Regions from separate parts of the Mus musculus genome. Here region 2 is linked to region 1. A link is a contact called in public HiChIP or PLAC-seq data. All regions are on one chromosome and are shown on one strand. Each heading gives the region's core, a stretch centred on a gene start, on an enhancer-like site or on the middle of the called end of the contact. The rest is flanking DNA. Distances are from core to core; before and after follow the strand shown. Region 1 holds the start of Spata17 (spermatogenesis associated 17). Region 2 has its middle 17 kb from the start of Esrrg.

Evidence for each region. HiChIP or PLAC-seq counts read pairs in DNA pulled down with a chosen protein or histone mark.
Region 2: a contact with region 1 is called in an H3K4me3 HiChIP or PLAC-seq map of the SCID.adh cell line, with 5 times the contacts expected there. The contact joins the enhancer-like site here to the promoter of Spata17 in region 1. A contact is called at or near these places in 7 of 39 promoter capture datasets (the 3T3-L1 cell line, cranial neural crest, embryonic stem cells and 3 more), 1 of 484 Hi-C or Micro-C datasets (Sertoli cells) and 3 of 115 datasets of contacts at active chromatin or transcription factors (the SCID.adh cell line, embryonic forebrain and extraembryonic endoderm stem cells).

Annotation. Positions count from the first base shown.
Region 1 is chr1:187,213,253-187,217,129 of GRCm38.p6, reverse strand. Spata17 (spermatogenesis associated 17) reads left to right here and starts at 1,684. Exons shown (of 10, transcript NM_028848.3): 1 at 1,684-1,960. The coding sequence starts at 1,845. It overlaps Gpatch2 (G patch domain containing 2), which reads right to left and starts at 1,619. Exons shown (of 10, transcript NM_026367.4): 1 at 1,454-1,619. The coding sequence starts at 1,506.
Region 2 is chr1:187,979,021-187,982,950 of GRCm38.p6, reverse strand. It overlaps a transcript of Esrrg not described here. Among named protein-coding and RNA genes, the nearest start is that of Esrrg, 17 kb to the left of the region's middle. Within about 2 kb of position 2,095, at least 2 of the 459 cell types and tissues checked have an H3K27ac peak or open chromatin away from gene starts, as enhancers often do. A contact at or near this core is called in the SCID.adh cell line, where this site is marked.

The DNA of each region.
Region 1 (3,877 bases), core at 435-2,934:
CAAGTAACTCCAGTTTAGAGTAATAGCGCGTCAAGTAATAGCCAGTAATACACAGCGCTATCTATGCATGATAGGAGACAGAAAGCACAATGAAGAATAAATGGGGTCACCGGTTGGTTTGTGTGTTTATGTCAACTAGCACACAAATGACTTCCTTTCTATTAGGACCAGACCAATCTACTGAACACTTCCGTTCCTTACCAGGCTCTGAACATTGAAGCATTAAGTACACTTTAGAGGAAACACCAGGATGTAGGGAAGTTCCTTTATCTTGTTTTCTGTGGTGGTTCCTACCACATGTACAACTGCCAAAGCTAAGAAAAACTAGTGCATTGTGACCTGCGTCTCTTGTTCCAAGCTGAGTGCAACAATTACAATTGCTCATTTAAAAAGCTTCTCCTGGGCTGGTGAGATGGCTCAGTGGGTTAGAGCACCCGACTGCTCTTCCGAAGGTCCAGAGTTCAAATCCCAGCAACCACATGGTGGCTCACAACCATCCGTAACAAGATCTGACTCCCTCTTCTGGTATCCCTGAAGACAGCTACAATGTACTTACATATAATAAATAAATAAATCTTTAAAAAAATAAAAATAAAAATAAAAAAAAAAAATAAAAAGCTTCTCCTAGTATTCTAACTGAAAATCGTGAGAACTTAAAAGCTACAAGAAAAACAACACTGGTTAGAAATGGTCTCTAGAGAGGAACCAAATAAGCCATCTGACCTAAGATATTCTTTTAACTTTTCAGTTATCGGTGATGCTAAACAATCAGACATCACAGCCCACTGGCAGGAACTTTAAAAATCACAGTTCTTGACTTACTGGTCAGATTTTTATGTTTCAAGATGGACCGCAAGACATCTACTTTCTTGTTACACTAACGTTTCTCTGAAAAGCGTTGGAACAAACGGGGGGTGGGGGTGGGGGTGGAGGTTGGGCGACCAGGGTTTTCAACTAGAAAATCCAAAACTGAGCTATCATCTCTGGTACTCAGGGGCACAGGACAACTTTGCCTCTTAAATTTTCTGTACCTGCGAGTCTCCTACAGCAGGGATGTCATTAAAGATCAAGTGTGATTTGCGAAAGCAGTTTGGAAACTTACAGCAGTGGACCAGGGTACCCTAAAGACAAATTCCAACCTGGGGCTACTGGAAAACGCCCCTTTCCCATAAACTAGGACAGAGCCTCCAGGGCGGTGGAAAACTTCTAGGCTTTACACGAACCGAGCTGCGCAGGGAGTACAAGAGCCTGGTGTCTCTGCTACTAAGAAACTTCTGGGACTGGGAATTTCTGTGATCTTGTCAACCACGGAATCTAGTACAATGTGGCCGGTTTGGCAGGGACAACGGGAACGCGGCCTGAAGAAACTTGGTGCACGGCCGTCTCTGACCCGGAGCCCCGCGAGCTGCTCGCCGGCTCGCTCGCCCCGTTCCCAACCGCCCGCCGGGCTCACCAGCTCTTCCCGGCGGCGGTTCCGATCGCTGGGCGCCCGTCGGCCCCAAACATCAACGACACCCGGGAGCGCGGCCTCGAGGCTCAGGCCCGAGGACCGACTCCAACTCCCGCAGCCCCGGCCAATTCCACACAGGACTTCAGCATTTTGAGAGCAACTTCCGGAAGCCGGCTGGAGGCGGAAACCGGAAACCGGAAGCGACCATTCGCTCACCTTAGCCTACCCTGACCCTTCCCATCAGCAGCTCGAAATTCCAGGAGAAAGGGGCGAGTCGACTCAAGTCTGGTCTCACGTGTACAAATCCGATTTCTCTGTCCAGTTGCTTGAAACTGAAACAGAGTGAAAGGAAAGGCCGATAAGTCGGAAGTGACCTTGGTTCAGCCCAGTTGCCATGGAGACTAATAGTAACAATTTTGGTGAACTCCAGGAGTTGAAGGACATGGCTACTTTAGCCAAGCTGCTGGCGCGGGCACCCTTTCTAGAAAGTCAGTACTACTTTAGGAACCGGTGAGTAGTGAAGAGAGGGGTCTCAGAAGATGTTTACTGTTAACAAATTACTTAATTCAGGAAATAATTCTAAATTCTTCTTCTCCCCATGGGGATTCAAACATGATCAGAAGTTTATATATATATATATATATAATCAATCACAAGTGGATTATATATACATTGACAAGTCATTAATAAGTTAATATTCTCTAAGGAAGATCCCAGAATAGAGAATTATTAAGGGCCGCCCTAAATGAAGTAAACCCCGACTGGGGAAACAGGCAGGAGGATGACTGTGAGTCCAGTCCAGCCTGGGCAACACAGAAAATTCAAGGCTGCCCTGGGCAACATTTGGGAGTCTTCCTCAAAATACTGTTTTGTTTTGTGGGGCTTTTTTTTTTTCGACATTTTAAAATAATCACTGAGAAATTTGGTTTGGTGAAACCTATTTTATACAATGTAGGTCTAGTGGCCTAATTAACGTTAACCAGGCTTACCCAGGTAGTTCCATGAATTCAGAATATCAATGTCCAAATGGGAATTTGAGCTTCACTTAATCTCACAAACATCACAGAATTCAATTCATCTGTGATTCATTTGTCCAAGTGAAGTTTCTATACCATTGTGACAAGATAATTGGTACAGTAAATGGGCAAGAGCTAAGGCAGCATTCTCACCCCCCACACCTAAACTTCCTCTCCATGAAAAGGGGACATTGAAACTAGAAGCAATGGCCCAGTGGTTTTCAAAACTTAGAAGGAATCACAAAAAGTACATTACAAAAAGTGTGATAAATTATAGCAGACCAGCAGTGACCAAGTCAGTGTGAGAAAGTCCTGATAAGCTATTCTTATCCTAACATACATCTCAACTATAGTTTTGCTATTTCATCGTGAACCTCTAGCAACTACAGTGATAATTCAATCTTGTAACTTTTGTGAGAAACTATGGATTTTCTTGCTAGAAGTAGGCCAATGTTGCTTTTTTTCTTGCCTCTTAGTTTAACCATTATTTCAGCCTGTACTGTCTTGCTTCCTGAAATGGAATAGCTACAACAGTTATTTAGTGAATAATCACATTACCGAAGCTTCCAATTAATCATCTTTAAATAAGCATAGCCATTGCGCAATGGAATTCTTATACTTAACATTCAGAGATCATATAGTATTCATTTAGAGTTATGTGGCAGGCTCCTGCTTGTTCATGACCTCAGTGTGCAGTGGGGACAAGTTGACTCCTTCATGCTATTGTGGAGCAGACATTGAGAACGGAATTGTGATGCGCTCGCTCTAAGTCAAAACTGAGCTGCTGGTTTCCCTTCTGCTAGCTGGCATCCAGAGGGCCCGAATGTGTTAGGTGGGCTGTTAAAGGAAATAGGTCACTCAGGGATCACACTCAGCTATAGAGCCTGTGTATTTAAATACTGCACTACCTGGGAAGAAGTGTCCCGAGCAGCAGTAGTGGTATAGATATTCTGATCTATAGTGCTACCCACAACAGGACTGATGGCTGCTGGGGTGTGGTCCTCCGCATCAGCCTTCAGTGTAATCCCTTTACACTGTTCTGAATGTGGCCCCATTATCTCCATCACTGGAAAAATTTGTTTCTGACTCATAACAGTTCCTAGAGTGATCTTAATTTAGTAAGTTGATGTGCCTTCAATTTGAACAATCATTGAAGTTCTAATAACATAAATTAATAGCAACTCACTTGTTAATTTGTTTCTTTGACTCTTAACTGTTTCTTGAATTTACTATTAAACCTTTACTTAATTTTATTTTAAAAATTCCTGAATTTTCTTTTATACTTTTACTTAATTTTGATGAAAAAATAATTTTCCCCTAGTAGACAGTGATGTTTTGTATAGAGGTAGAGACGCAGTTCAAATACTTTGTGTTACTTTAACTTTAGTGATAAACTCTTACATGTTTGCTC
Region 2 (3,930 bases), core at 846-3,345, 770 kb before region 1:
ATACTAGACACATGAACGGCAAGGGCGTTCTTCACCCCTTCCTGAGTTTTACTGCCCCATTGGAAAGAATTTGAAATGTTAACCCTCTGCTGAGTGTGTCTGCTCACCGTACAAGAAATTGATTATCAAACGTAATGCCGAGTTGTCATTGTCTCTACTTGGTACCACTTGTCCGTTCAAGCGTATCCAACAAAATGGAGTGGCTCCAGAGAAGCAGGGTGGAGTCCCTGCAGAGAGGACAGTGCTAGAGACTTGCCAGAGAATTAGAAGCTCTTCGGGGTCTGGGTAATTTATATTACAGTGATTTCTCTATGTCTGCTCACAGTTCACATGTAGATCCCCCAGGTTCAAACAACGCCTCCAGAGTCCCCTTCTCAACACTCCTGACCCCTAGACATAGCCCTGTGTGTGCCCTCGGCCCCTAGAATTCTCTCCTCCATATGGACACTAAGAAAGGTCATTTCCTCCCAGGAGGCAACTTGTCCCTCCATTGTTTTGCATTTTCATATCTATTTATGCATGGTTTTACTTCTCTCACGAACCTGCGGTCTTGATGAAAGTCTTATCTCTGATGTCCACAACAGAGCTTCGGACCTACTAGAGCATCAGTACTTCAGCTCCTTATTAAGTAGCGGGAGGGGTACACTGCAGAGCATCAGCCTCTGACTTCCCGTTTTCTATCACGTAAGTGATTAATGAATATGACCCCTTGGGTCATGAGAGCAATACTGGCTTCTGTGTGCAGGCTTACATTGGTCAGCTTTTAAGTCCTAGTGGTTGTGACCCACGTCACCTCAATAATCGTAGTGTTCTATGTAAGTGGATGTCCTGAGCAGTGGCTTCGATAGTTCTCCTCCACCTCTCTTCCTCATTTTGATCTATTCTCTATGATGCCCTCTCACACAGCTACCTTGGTTCTCCCAAGGGGGCTTCAAACAGAATTCAGAGGTTTTGCATCTGAATACCCCGTCTGTTCTCAATCCAACCCAAACCCTCTTTTCTGCTTTAATTTGATATTCTGCACCTAACAGCAGATGTACAAACCACTGTCGATCCTGAACTCATGGCCCTGCTACAGTATAGGTAAGGTCAATCCATTCCTGCTATCGTCCATAAGTAGAAAACGGCTCTGCAGAGTTGTTTGCTTGGTTGGTTGGAAAAGGCCATTTCTGTTTGTAGTTAGGAAAAAAAAAAAAAAAAAAAAAAAAAAAAAGAAACTGCTTTTCTGAGCTAAGTCTCTAAAGATGACCTGAGAGGACGCATTCGTGGTAAATTAGATAATCTTACTGGCAGATGGGAAAGGCTTGGACTTCTCCAATTGGCTGTATCCTCTTTAAAGCAGGCACTGTCTAGTTTATGCCAACGGTCTCCACTGGGCTTGTATACAGTAGTTGACTAATAAGGATTCCATGAATGACACTCTGCCTAGTCCTGTACTAGGGTCCTCTAGCCTTTAATGTGATTCTCTACATACAGTAAGAGCTCAATAAACTCCATTTGAATGAACAGAAATAGCATCTTAACTTTTTCATTCTTTGCCAAAATATAAAAATAGAATGAGACACAGAAGGAGGGCACTTTCAGTGACTAAGGAACAAGGATCCTCCAAGCAAAAGTCAAGAATTGTATTAAATTAAAAACGAAACCAGGTTACTTGTTTACATATTCCAAATAAACTATACATATAAAAACTACTTAAAATGTTGTATTCACATCGCCCTCTGGTGTTGGACTCTCCTAGATAATTAAAAAGACCCTTAGACTTCAAATTTAGGTAGGATAGTCCTCCAAGAGGGGGGCTTCCCACCATCTCTGATGACTACAGAATGTGTTCAACAGTGGATGAGAAGTGAAGGGGTTTTCAAGTTTTCTACCAGTGCTGTACTCCATACCAACTAGGCATGGGACCTCCAATATATTTGCTTAATGGAACAAATTCCCCCTTCTGTCAAGACAGTGCCTCACTGGGGGTGTCATTAGAGAGCCATGGCACAAGGTTGCTAGCTGTACCACATGAAAGGTGTATGGTAAAACCCCAAAAAGGCACAGCTTTGTGATAGTGGCATACTGTGAAAATGTACCCCTTTCCCAAGTCAAGTACACAAGAAGGTGCTCAAAGGATGGCCAACGAGCCTGGAAACGGAGACAATCTGAGCGTTTGCTCTTCTCAGTCAGGATACCGATGTGGCCGAAATGAAATAATACATCTACTATATAGTGACTGCTGGTGTCATGGGGGAACCCTGGAATAATATCTAGGTAATAAACTTGCTATTTTTCTTGGCTATGTAAACACACACACACAGAGAGACACAGAGATATCATTGGTCTTCAAGGAAATTTAACATAGTGCACTGATTAAAGTTTTCCTCAAAGCAGGCATATATTTGCAAAACTTCTTAGACTGTGAAACATCAAGTAGCAAACAGATCTCAACACAATTCCTTTTGTGGGGTGCTTTAAAAAGTCACCTTGTACTCACACCACCACATCATCACCACTGTCAGCAGCCCTGATGGCAATGGGTCCTGGTCATTATGGACGATGCTAAGTTCTGCCAGCTGATGATGAATGAAATCTGTCCTCAGCACCTGCCATCCCGTGGCTCACTGGAACTCAGCCTTAATTAAGACCCAATGCTACTGATTGGGAAACTGAGGCTCCATGGTGCTCTGCTGACAACTAGCAGAACGATGCCCAGTCTGTCCAGATCCAGAGGGCAGCTGGCTTTTGCTCTTGGCCATTTTCTTTTTTCCTTTTTAAAAAAAAAAAAAAAAGATGTATTTATTTTATGTATATTAGTACACTGTTGTTGTCTTCAGACACACCAGAAGAGGGCATCAGATCCCATTACAGGTGGTTGTGAGCCACCATGTGGTCGCTGGGAATTGAACTCAGGACCTCTGGAAGAGCAGTCAGTGCTCTTAACCACTGAGCCATCTCTCTGGCTCTTAGCCATTTTCTTTACTGCCATTAGGAACAAACCCTTATGATACTCTGAACACAATCCAGGAGTAGTGTGGTCCTGCTCACCTGCCGTATACAACAGTCCTCTTTTTTGCTAAGGGAAGAGGTTTGAGAAGGCTGAGGGAATTTGGGGAAGAAAGTTAACAAGATCAAGTGAGATAATAAAAAGAGTGTCTTCAGCAGTCTGAAGAAACAGCAATTAAGCAGAGAATACTAAACTTTGGGGTGTCGAGTCAATTTATCTCTACTATATTTGGCAGGCATTTAACACATTGCTGTTAGCACCAAGCTAGGTGCCAAACTAAATATTTACACACAAGGGAGATGCTAGCCTGCATTGTTGCCTTAGAAGGCATCAGCTGAACATGGCTCCGAGAGGCACTCCCATGATGGTTTAACAGCATCCCTCACTGAAGTCTTGCACGTGGTTGTGCCCACGTGCACACCTCCATATACACTCCTGATCACAAAGGCTCACTGGTGCCAAGAATCTACATGTTTTAATCAAGGACTTTCAACAGACACCGACCATAAAAAAAGCGAGTTGGTAAATTACATGGTGTGTGTCTTTATTTTTTACTCTTCTATGAGGCAATGGCTGACATATGAAAAGCATTCTGTTCACTGGGAAGAAAGAAGCAATACAAAATGGTCAGTGACTGGAGGGCTTGGCTTAGAGTCTGGGCAGTGCTGGCCTGATTGCTGTCTAACCTCACACACAGTCAGTGAGGCAGAGAGCACCACCGCCTTCTCCAGTTGAGTCATCATCTGACTTCGTATTTACAGCATCTTTAGCACGTATGCTAAGGTGATGGTGATAAAGAAAGAGATGAACTGAGACGCCGACTTATTCAAGGGAATGGAGCAGGGAGTGGTGAGCTGGATACTGTGACCCTAGGGCTCGAAGTGGCTCAAGGCTGTGATGCCTCCCACTGCACCCACTGCTCCTCTGAACTGGAAAAA